Linked DNA regions of Mus musculus: all the other regions are linked to region 3. A link is a contact called in public Hi-C and HiChIP or PLAC-seq data. All regions are on one chromosome and are shown on one strand. Each heading gives the region's core, a stretch centred on a gene start, on an enhancer-like site or on the middle of the called end of the contact. The rest is flanking DNA. Distances are from core to core; before and after follow the strand shown.

Evidence for each region. Hi-C and Micro-C count contacts between places; a contact is called where the count stands out from the background. HiChIP or PLAC-seq counts read pairs in DNA pulled down with a chosen protein or histone mark.
Region 1: an H3K27ac HiChIP or PLAC-seq map of heart atrium shows a contact between it and region 3, with 13 read pairs. The contact joins two enhancer-like sites. A contact is called at or near these places in 1 of 39 promoter capture datasets (the 3T3-L1 cell line), 31 of 484 Hi-C or Micro-C datasets (the 3T3-L1 cell line, B cells, the G1E-ER4 cell line and 23 more), 10 of 115 datasets of contacts at active chromatin or transcription factors (the 230-238 cell line, CD8 T cells, bone marrow-derived dendritic cells and 6 more) and 2 of 9 other capture datasets (bone marrow-derived macrophages and embryonic stem cells).
Region 2: a Hi-C map of uterus shows a contact between it and region 3, with 4 times the contacts expected there. The contact joins two enhancer-like sites. A contact is called at or near these places in 1 of 15 datasets of contacts at CTCF or cohesin (CD8 T cells), 22 of 484 Hi-C or Micro-C datasets (B cells, the C2C12 cell line, CD4 T cells and 13 more), 14 of 115 datasets of contacts at active chromatin or transcription factors (CD8 T cells, astrocytes, differentiating embryonic stem cells and 7 more) and 2 of 9 other capture datasets (adipose tissue and embryonic stem cells).

What each region holds. Positions count from the first base shown.
Region 1 is chr12:79,731,317-79,734,726 of GRCm38.p6, reverse strand. The region is part of intron 8 of Rad51b (RAD51 paralog B); the gene reads right to left. Among named protein-coding and RNA genes, the nearest start is that of Gm36048, 66 kb to the left of the region's middle. Within about 2 kb of position 1,831, at least 50 of the 459 cell types and tissues checked have an H3K27ac peak or open chromatin away from gene starts, as enhancers often do. A contact at or near this core is called in the G1E-ER4 cell line, cerebellum, cerebral cortex and 3 more, where this site is marked.
Region 2 is chr12:79,706,713-79,710,445 of GRCm38.p6, reverse strand. The region is part of intron 8 of Rad51b (RAD51 paralog B); the gene reads right to left. Among named protein-coding and RNA genes, the nearest start is that of Gm36048, 90 kb to the left of the region's middle. Within about 2 kb of position 2,300, at least 34 of the 459 cell types and tissues checked have an H3K27ac peak or open chromatin away from gene starts, as enhancers often do. A contact at or near this core is called in palatal mesenchyme and uterus, where this site is marked.
Region 3 is chr12:79,611,120-79,614,333 of GRCm38.p6, reverse strand. The region is part of intron 7 of Rad51b (RAD51 paralog B); the gene reads right to left. Among named protein-coding and RNA genes, the nearest start is that of Gm36048, 190 kb to the left of the region's middle. Within about 2 kb of position 1,448, at least 163 of the 459 cell types and tissues checked have an H3K27ac peak or open chromatin away from gene starts, as enhancers often do. A contact at or near this core is called in the G1E-ER4 cell line, cerebellum, cerebral cortex and 4 more, where this site is marked.

The DNA.
Region 1 (3,410 bases), core at 582-3,081, 120 kb before region 3:
CACCTGGCAGTGCCAGTCTATCCTTGAATGAGAAGCCCCATTTACTATTTCCTGAAACAAGTAGCCCTGGATCAGCGCAGTAGAACGACTAACAGATACCCCGTCTACTCTCTCGCCATTCCAAGAATAGGAAAGCTTTGCTGGAGAGAATGAATCAGGAAACACCAGGTGATTTTTTATGGTGAAATTATCCTCCTTTCTATAATGGACATCATGCTACCAGACAATGTCTACTGAAAATCAAAAGGGATAAAGGCAGTGAGATGCCTCAGTAGTAGAGGCTCTTGCCACCAAGCCCGAGGACCTGGGTTTGATGCCCAAGACCCACATGATAGAACTCGGTGACTAACTCCTATAAGTTGTCCTCTGAGCTCCATATATGCACCCTGCCCACACATGTGCACACAAAATAAATAGATAGATGGATGGTATGCACAAATGCATTTTGTAAAATATGATTTAAAATGCACAACTAAATTTAATCTTAGGTTTATAAGGGTTGAGAGATAAAAGAAAGGTAGTCTCAGTTGATAAGGTTGATTAACAATGACTTATGATGCTCTGATTCTTTTTAAATCTTCATGGGTGTTTTTTTTTTCTGCATGTATGTTTATGCATTATGTGCATATAGTACATAAGGAGGCTGGAAGAAGGCATTTGATCCCTCAGAAATACAATATTAATTGGTTGTTAGCTATCATGTGGGTACTAAGAACTGAACCTGTGTCCTCTAGCAAAGCAAAGCAACCAGTGTTCTTAAACACTGATCCATATCTCCAGCCTTTGACCTTTGACACTCTCTCTCTCTCTCTCTCTCTCTCTCTCTCTCTCTCTGTGTGTGTGTGTGTGTGTGTTTAGGTATATGAGGCTGCATGTGTGTTATGGTACAAGCGGAGGGCTGAATATCCGTCCTTCCTTGTCTTCCTCCTTGTTTAAGGCAGGGTCTCTGTTCTCCTCTGTCTCAAATACCAGGCTCAGTGGCCCATGAGTTCCCAGCGATGCTCTTGTTTCCCAGGTCCATGTAGGAGCACCAGGATTACAGACAAGGGTTACAGTACCAGATTTCCACAGGCTCTAGAGGTTTGAACTCAGGTCCTCATGCTTATGTGGCAAGTTCTTTTCCCACTGAGTTATATCAGCCCAGCCCAATGCTCCAAATCTTAAAGGGAAAAGCAGCCTTTGTAAGAAACACACTCTTTACAGTTTCATGGAAAGTTTTGGCGAAGGAGCAAATATCTTGATTGTAAAAACAAAGGAAGCCCATGCATTGAGAGAGTTAAGCGTACTGTGGGGGGAAGAAAAAAAAAACTTAAAACGAAGATGTTTTGCTTTATAGAAAATTCTATTGATTCACGGAGTCCTTTTAAAAAAACAACTATTTGAGATTCCCATAATATACCGAGAAACCTCCAGAAAATGTTACATAAGTTTTAGAATCACCAATTTAAGAAACTTATTATTTATTTATTTTTTTCAGTGTCTTTCAACTGTAATTATACTGTCTTTATAATAATAATTAAAAAAAACTTTGGTGGTAAGAGTATAAAAATTTTAAAAATCTCATAGAACTTGCAGACCCCAAGTCCCAGAGCCCACAATTTGAGAAATATTGATTTTTGTCTCGCCTTTGCCTTTTATGGGTGAAGGAACAAATGACTCTCCTAACCACACAGATGGCTCTTAGCACAATCCAGCCAGAAAGCTAGGTCGCCCGGTTTCTAGAACAGTAGTTTTTCCTTCTTTAGACAAGGCCTCCTCTGTCTGCTACTCAGCTCACTATCTGTCCCAGACAGACACTGGCTTTGTACTAGTCCAGAGATGGGGAAACAGATGGAGGCAGCAGGTTTGAGGGGAAGTGCTGTGGGTGTGGCTGCCGTCACTGCAGCTGGGCCTGCATCCGAAGGGAAGGGTCTCCCATGGTCACATTCTACTGCGCATCTTTGAAACAAAGAAACGTTGGGTGGAAAACACAGGCAACTTTAGGAGGAAGCATTTCTGCCTAGCAAGTTTGGGCAGAAAGTTTGATGAACATGGTCCTGAGCTAAGAGCCAGAGAGGAGCTCCAGAGGGATGAGGTTATAATTCAGGGTGGCCAATTTAATCAGCTCATATTCATTAAACACCCACAAGCACGTGGTGCTTTACAGCTAACCCCTTCCCTCACGCAGAAGCATCCACAGGCCTGTTTTAATCGGGCCACCCTGTTCATGTTGGGAATCTAGCCAGAGTGTTAAAGCAACTGCTTCCCTTCCTAAGAAAACAGGGTAGACTTACTACCGCGAGTAAAGGGGGAAAGCCCCTAGTTTTGCATCCCATCCTAAAGCTGGGAAGGACACAGGGAATCTGTTTTCCAAGGTTGGTTTGTAAAATTCAGTGATATATTGATCCTTCCTCTTTCAGACTGGCAACATCCCATGCCATCTAATTCTAGGCTTTTTCCTGCAGTTTTCTTGGGTGGCATCCCTCTCTTTTATCTGAGCTGAACTTGAGCACTTATAAATATTCCCACAGAGGGACTGAAGCATTATGGCCCTTGAGTTACTTATAATTAGCCAATCAATGATTTTGAGCACTTCTGGCCCTTGGATAATGAACTCATTGCAAGTAAAGAAAGCTTGTTCTTACCGCTGGCTGTTTGAACTGCCAAGAATGTTTTCGGCCCCACTGATTTACCAAGCAACTTTTGATTACTGTCGGATGAGAGGACTGACTGAGGCTGCTGGGCTGAATCTCTCTAAGAGCTGGGGTTGGCAAACTTCTGGTAAGAGGTGGTCTCTGAAAGCTGGGGCGCCGTGCAGTGCATCATACAACGTACATCCCTGTCTGAGGTATTAGCAAGTGTTCTGGCTTTTCAAAAAAAAAAAAAATCTCCTGTACTTCTCTGCAGCATGTCCCCAACAGAGAACATTAGGTCATCAGGAAAGTCTGAAAGACTGTCCTGACACTAGGACATGATGCTAGTCTTCTCTTACATGATGCGATCGATCCACTGGTAAAGATCCCATGAAGCTTAGTGAAAGACTCCAGGTATTCAACTTATAACCTAGAACACAAAGTACAAAGTAGGTGCTCAACAAAATATTGTGCTCTTCGTAGTTTAAGGGTTAAGGTAGGTTCATGAAACAAAACCAGAGGCAGGATGGCTTCGAGTATCTCCAAAATTATGACCAGGGAAAACAGGTGTTACCGAGGCTTTTAGGTGAACAACCATAAAATAACAATACCCTTACAGTTTGTAAAACTCCGTAGGTTTCTCCAATAGCTCTGCAGTGGATATATATGAAATGAGCAGGTTTCTGTCTCTTTAGTTCAGGAGTAGCCAGGATCCCTCTATATTAAGAATCAGAACCTTGCCAATGTGTTGGAAGCATCATCTCACAACCTCCTCCCCCAACGTTAATCTTTTATTTT
Region 2 (3,733 bases), core at 1,051-3,550, 95 kb before region 3:
GTGTCTGAAGACAGCTACAGTGTACTTACATATAATAAAATTACTTACATCTTTAAATGTAATTACTTACATCTAAAAAAAAAAAGTTCATTTTACCAGAATCCTTGTTTAAGAGCCAGAAGCACACGTGGTGAGCTAGTCTCTTCTTTTTCCATTTTATCTAAAGCAGGAGCTTTCTATGCAGGCCAGGCTGGACTCAGACTTAAGTGATATGTAAATTCTTATAATAGGACATCATCTACGTATAACACCATAAGCAGTAAAAACCATAGCTCCCCCCCCCCCTTTTTTTCTCCTTTTTGAGATTATGATATAGTTCATGTTCCTAATATTGCTTTTTGTAATCTCATGGTCAGGAAAGTTCTGCACTGCTTTAGCTTTATTTATTTATTTATTTATTTATTTATTTATTTATTTATTTAGTTTGTTTTGTGGAAATGGTGATAGGGGAGGAACATGCACATGCACGAATGCACGAGTGTGTGTGTGTGTGTGTGTGTGTGTGTGTGTGTGTGTGTGTGTGTGCACTGTATTATCCTCACAGGAGCTTTATATAGTATTTATATACTATTTAAGTACAGGCCCCAGAGACCTGGGGCTCCTCCATTAACTAATTCTGTCAGGAGTTCAGTTGCTATTTACTTTATCTCTTCTCATGGATCAGTAGTCCCCTGCAGGGAAATGACTCTCAAATGCCCAGACCTCTTTACCCTCTTCACTATACCATCCCCAAAGTACTGCAGACATCTCCGAGGCTAAGGCAATAATCAGCCTATGAATTCACTTCCTGAACTTCTCCTCAGTCCTCCCATCCCCCAGTTTGGAACAAAGGGCCCTGAATATACTAGGCAAGTGCTCTACAGTTGAGATACAATCCAAGCCCATGACTACTGTCTCTTTAACGTCACCCACATCACCTCGGTGCAAATAGTATCACTCACCTGTACACTCACATCTGCTTCCCGGGGCACTCCCTCACTTACCTGTCTAATCCCTTCTCTATGCTACAACAGTATCTTTCCAACAAGAAAATCTCATCTCCTAATCTCTTTTGTTGCTTGAAGCAGGTCAACAGTTTTCATTTGCTTTCGAGTGAAGACAAAAACTCCATTGTAGGCTGCCCCTGACTCCGGCCTATGTGTGCAGACCACATGTCGTCACTTTCTTACAGTCTCTTACACACAGTATACATGACAACTTTCCTCCATGAAATGCTCTCACCAATGGCTACTCCCTTCCTTAGCCAAGGCCTGTAAAGTGTGTCTGACTTTCTTGCAGAAGCTCTCAGTTCCCTCAGTGCAGCCATCTCCTTTGAGGTAGAGACAAGGGTTCTTTGACTCATGTTTATTCTTCCTTCAGACTCTATGCTTTGTGGAGGTAGAGACCATGTCTGTCTGGTTCACCTCAGGCACTCATGAATTGATCAAGAGAAGACCTAAGGATGAGGGAGGAACAGGAGCTGAAGTTTCTACTGTTTCTGCTTGCGTCCCCTGAGTGTAGCAGATTCTTTCCCTCATGAGTTAAAATGCTATTCCCACTCCAAATGCCACTACTTCATGTCTCTCCTCCCTTTCTGATATCCTTTGGGTCTGGTCTAGATCAGGGTGGCTTAAACCACACAGTTGCCCTACAGCAAGGTCCAATCCATCTCCATACCCCATTGCCAGCTAGAACACCAACACAAAGGAAGGCCTAAGACAGCGCCTTCCCTCAGTTATTGTAAAACTGAATTTAGCAGAGCTATGGGGTAGGAATCCTTTTCTAGAGCTGGAGGCCAATACACTGCTTGGGAACACCACTGCTCTGTCACCCCACCCATGACTTCCCTGAAGCCGTGCCAGATCTTCTGGTAGGCTCTTCTGTAAACAAAGTCAGACTGATGCAGTTTCTATTCTGGATCATCTTGGTATGCGAAGCAGAGAGCAGTAATAAGCTGTAGCCTTCAGGGTAAGCAACAGAGCAAGCGTGCTCAGTGGGTTTGATGGATGGGAATGGAGGGAGTCCGACTATACCAGGGCAGCCGCCACCTCCCCTTCACTAAATCAGGGCAACTGTCTATCTTCACTCTGCTCTGTTCACTTTAAACACCAGCTGAGAGAAACTTATTGTAGTTTATCCCTCTGTCTCATGGTTGCCACAATATAATTTTCAAATGAAATTTCTAAGTGCAGACCACACACGCTATTTCAGTAGACCTAACATTGATTTATGCTAAGACTTGGGGGAAGGGAGACATGCTGAAGAAAGATGCTTTGCCAGCAGTTTTCTGCTGCCAGCCGTTGCCTGCTCTGCCTTAGAAGAGCGCAGATGCAGATGGAGTTTAGGGTCTCCATTACTGTTGCCTTCGGCCATCTGACAGATCATCTCTGCTACACCAAGTGAGCATGAAGGTCAGAATCATGATTCCTAAGACAGTTGTGGTGATGGAATATGAATTAAAGAGAACCCTGCTTGCTCAGCCATCTATTCTGAGAACATCAGAATGCAATTTGTTGGACAGATTCTATAATCTGCAGATGAAGGCAGTTATAGGGCTCAAGTTTATCCAGCGTTAACAAGCCCTAATAGTCTAGTTCAGCTCAGACATAACAAACGGAAATGGCTTTAAATTATCCTTCCCTAGAGACATGATTTCATAAGAGAACTAACTCTATATGTGCACAGAGAGATTTCCAATGTAAACACGTGGTGGAAGCTAAAAGCTGCAGTCAGGCTTCAAGCCTGGATATGCCAATGGCAGGGTATTTTATTTCAAAGACACCGGTTTCCTCCCCACGCAACAGTGTGCAAGCTTTTTCTGCTGACTACACTTTGAACTGTGGAATACACACACACACTTGCATATATGTGTAACTTTATAGTTTTCTTTCTAGCTAGGATATTAATAGATTTCACTTAGCCTTTCCATGCATAAATTTGACTGGGCCACAGATGCTTAAGGGATAGGGTTCCTTGTGGGAAGCACGGGGCTCACTCATCACCCAGGCTGTCTGAAATGTAGACTAGTCTCTGAGGGTTTGGAAAACACAAGGTGAACCATTTGGCTTTTCTACATCCATGCAGGGTATCAAGCAGCTTCTTCAGAATGGGAAAACATAGAGAAAAGAGAATTCCCTTAGCTTCCACACAGGACAAAACAGCCTAGCTCATTTGGCGGGGGCAGAGGTCTTGGGGTGGAGGTGGGGACTGGCTAGCTTTAAACAGACTAAGAGCAAGGCTTTACAATGGCAACTATCCAGTGTCCATGCAATCTACGTGCTGAGGCTTGCCTCCTGTTTTTATATGGCCCACCAGCTAAGAATGGTTTTAGTGATTTTTTTCTTAATTTGAACAAGGACAATAGAAAACATATTTGTGACATGTGGGGACTACATGAGATTCAAGTTCCCAGCCTTCATATTTCACAGAAACATAGCCATGCTTAACTGTTCACAGTCCGTGGCAGGCTATAATGGCAGAAGAGAGGAACTGCTTCGAAGACCATCTAATATACACAGTCTCTAGTATTTATCAGGACCTTTACAGAAAGGTTTGTTGACCTCTCGGATCTCTACTGTGAGACAGAGGCATTCTTCAGTTCCTAGTTTTGCTTGCCCGTGTGCTTACGCATTACACGTAGGGGAGCTCGGCCAGTTAAACAGTCCTCGTGTTTATCCAGAATCCACACATACGGAACCTTTGTAGGTTTCCCCACAGGCCATCGAGTCATGCGCGACCTATTTACACCCAAGAT
Region 3 (3,214 bases), core at 199-2,698:
CTCTTCCAGCTTCAAAGCCTGCAATTAATATCCTTGGCCTGCTTTATGTACGTTGTTTGAGGTATTCTCAAAAGTCATATTGCTGAATTTAATGAAAGTCCATTAGGCAACTGAATCAGCAGAACACTTGGGCCTTCATCTACAGAACTATCCTGTAGACGAGTCACCTTGGTCACATTCACGAGGCCCTTCAGTGTCACCAACGCTGTATGTGCAAAATTAGGATTTTATCAGGACTCTTAGCTGAAAACCAAAAAATGCTTTGGGTTCCCCAGTTGGGAAATGGTAGGTCGTGATGTAAGAATATGTACAAAGTGATTTTGGTTCTTGTACAAAGACACTTGGTTCTTGGTATTACGCAACAAGTGAGTTCCTGAAAAGTTGCGACTTACACAGTCTATTTTTTTTTTTTTTTAATTCTCATCGATGGAGTCACTTACAATCCACATCAGGAACTCACTACTCACTGTTTAATGAAATCTGATTGTGGTTTCAGCTGTGAGGAAAGAATGCTTTGTAATTAAAACGAAATCTTTCTGTTTGATCAATTTTCTACATTCAGACTTGTTTTTTTTTTTTTTAACTGAAGTCTCAAGGTGGGTACTGTCAGGGTGCTATCCTCAGTTGGTACACAATGTTTTGTTTTAATGGTGTTTCTTCTTTCTTAGAAAAAAAAAAAAAATCCAAAGATCCAGAGAAGTATTTCTGTAACCGGAGTTCATGCTCTCTACAACATGAAAGGACACAACTTGTACTGGTGCTTTATTTAGCTTACTGTGGCCTGCGGCCTGTGGCCTGCGAGGCATCCAGGGTAGCAGACCCCAGTACACTATTAGGTAAGAAAACAAGAACAAAAACTGGAAGCCATGTCTCACCCACCTACGGCAGCTCTGCCAGTCTAGCTACACAGCAGAATCAAGATGGCGCCATGCCAGCAAAACAAAAATCTGCCTTCTGTTGTTGTTTGGTTTGTTTGCTTGTTTTTGTGATCTTCAGCGTATCTGAGTTAGTGGGGACAGTGAGTGATCGTAGGGTAATGGCTTACTATGATCTTCAGGCTCAGTCTGCTGTCCCTCTGAGAAATATCTAATGAACTCAAGGGAAGGTCTTACCTTCAGACACCCATGACCCAAATGACATGCCAAGGCAAGAGTGCCAGCACCACTGTGTGCTCCCATCACAATCTGCCCTTCGAGGCAGCTGCTGGCAGGCAGTGTCTGCCCTCTACTACCAGAATGCAATGGGGCAGAAAAATTAAACTGCAAGTGGGCTGAGGGAATAAAGGGAGAAGGAAACTTAAAGGCAGTATCTTGGAAGCATATGTTTCAGACTCACTGCGGGCAGTTCCCTGTCAAGCAGAGATCAGCCAGGTTGGTTAGCCTAATCTCCCCAAGCCACAGATGGTCTAGGCCTCCTCATTCCTGTCCCTGGGACCACAGCCAGTGGTGTGGCCACCCTGCCACCTAGCGTTCAGTGTGAAAACAAGCAGCACGTCTTGACAATGCATGCTGGGTTTCAAGAAGAGCCAGAAAAGGGAGCCAAGAACTTTGCTAAATTCCCTATCCCTTGTTCCCTTGTTTGTTTTTGTTTTAAATGAAGGTTATTCAACGCTGGCAGCCTAGTGAGACACTGCCAATAACCCCAGCAGCCCCTCACATCTGAAGGGGAAGCAAAGAGTACTGGGTCTGAAGTGAAGGCGCGGAGGAGAAGGCCCATTCCCTCCACATATGGTAAATGGTGTGGCTACGGCAGCACTGTCTCGGGCAGGGCAGGAAAAGTGTAGCCGTTGCAGGAGAAGATGAGGAAAAGGGACTGCTTTTTAAAACATCATTTTAGCAACACGCATGGTGGGGCAATGAGATAAGCCGTGGGCTTGGCCTGCACGCCTGGGCGTGAGCCCCGCTCAGCAGCTTCCTAGCAGTGTGGTTGGGTCACACACAGCTTCCAGCTTCAGTTCTGTTTCTGGAAAACAGCTGTACTTAGATGTGTCTTTCCTACTTCCACAAAACTGCCTTGAGGGTCTGCTCGAACAAAATGTATGCGGGGGCACTTTGAGCAAAAATTCTGTGGGCTAGAATTAGAACATAGGTTAAAATTAGAGTGTTCCAAATACATTTCTTTAAAATTATGCTTCATCCAGGATAACGAGCCCACCTTGACAAGCCACTTCAATGTCTTACATATTCACAATATTTTTTTTTCAAGACAGGGTTTCTCTGTGTAGCTCTGGCTGTCCTAGAACTTTCTCTGTAGGCCAGGCTGGCCTCAAACTCACAGAAATCTGCCTGCCTCTGCCTTTAATCTGCTGGGATTAAAGGTGTACCACCACTGCCTGGCCCACAAAATTTCTTAAAGCAACAGGACTGAATTCCCTTCTTCTGGACAGAGCTCACATTGTGATGACAAGCCAGGCATGAGGAGGCAGGGCTTTTCTTTGCTGTTCCTGAACTAACTTTCTGTGTAACTTCAAGCAAAGCCACTTCGCTGTCCTCAGTTGCAGTTTGTAAATACACAGATAAGTCAGCTGTAGACTGAACAGCCACCTCCTGCCACTTCTAAGATAAAAAGATGGCTTGCTTCTGATACCCACTCTTCCCCTTACACGAAACAGTCTTGAGGATCCAGTAGGATTTCTTTGGAAACTTAAGCTCATCACAAACCAATACAATGCAATTTTTCCAGAAAAATCCTAAAAGCTGTATGCTAGAAAAGACAGTCTTGGGAAGAAAAAGGTGGCCACTGAAGTATGAATGTGTTCGTATCCATATCAGAACATCCCAGGCTGCTCACAAATGGCTGTGGCCTGAAACAGCTCACCAAGCTACCCACCTGAGCTTCCACACTGACCACGAACGTCATTGCTTCCACATAGCTCTGAAAATACTGTCTGTTCTTTTTTTAGTAATGCTTTTAAACAATGTCAAGAAAAGAATTTTCCTTATCCAGATTTCTTCTCTGCCTACAAATGTCAACAGGACTTAGGAAGACAGTAATGAGAGCCCACTGACGTGAACTGCAGACAAGAGTCACACTGAAGCGCCATCAAGCCTGGAACATGACCATGACTGCCAGGGCAGGACGCGACTCACAGCCACCTCAGGCTCGTGAGCTTTTCCTCTATGGAGGGTGACCTGCTTTGAACATCTCAGCTTGTCCATCCTTTGGGAGAATGCCAGGAGTTAGCTTTGCCTGGTATCCCTGGGTGTCGTGTTGT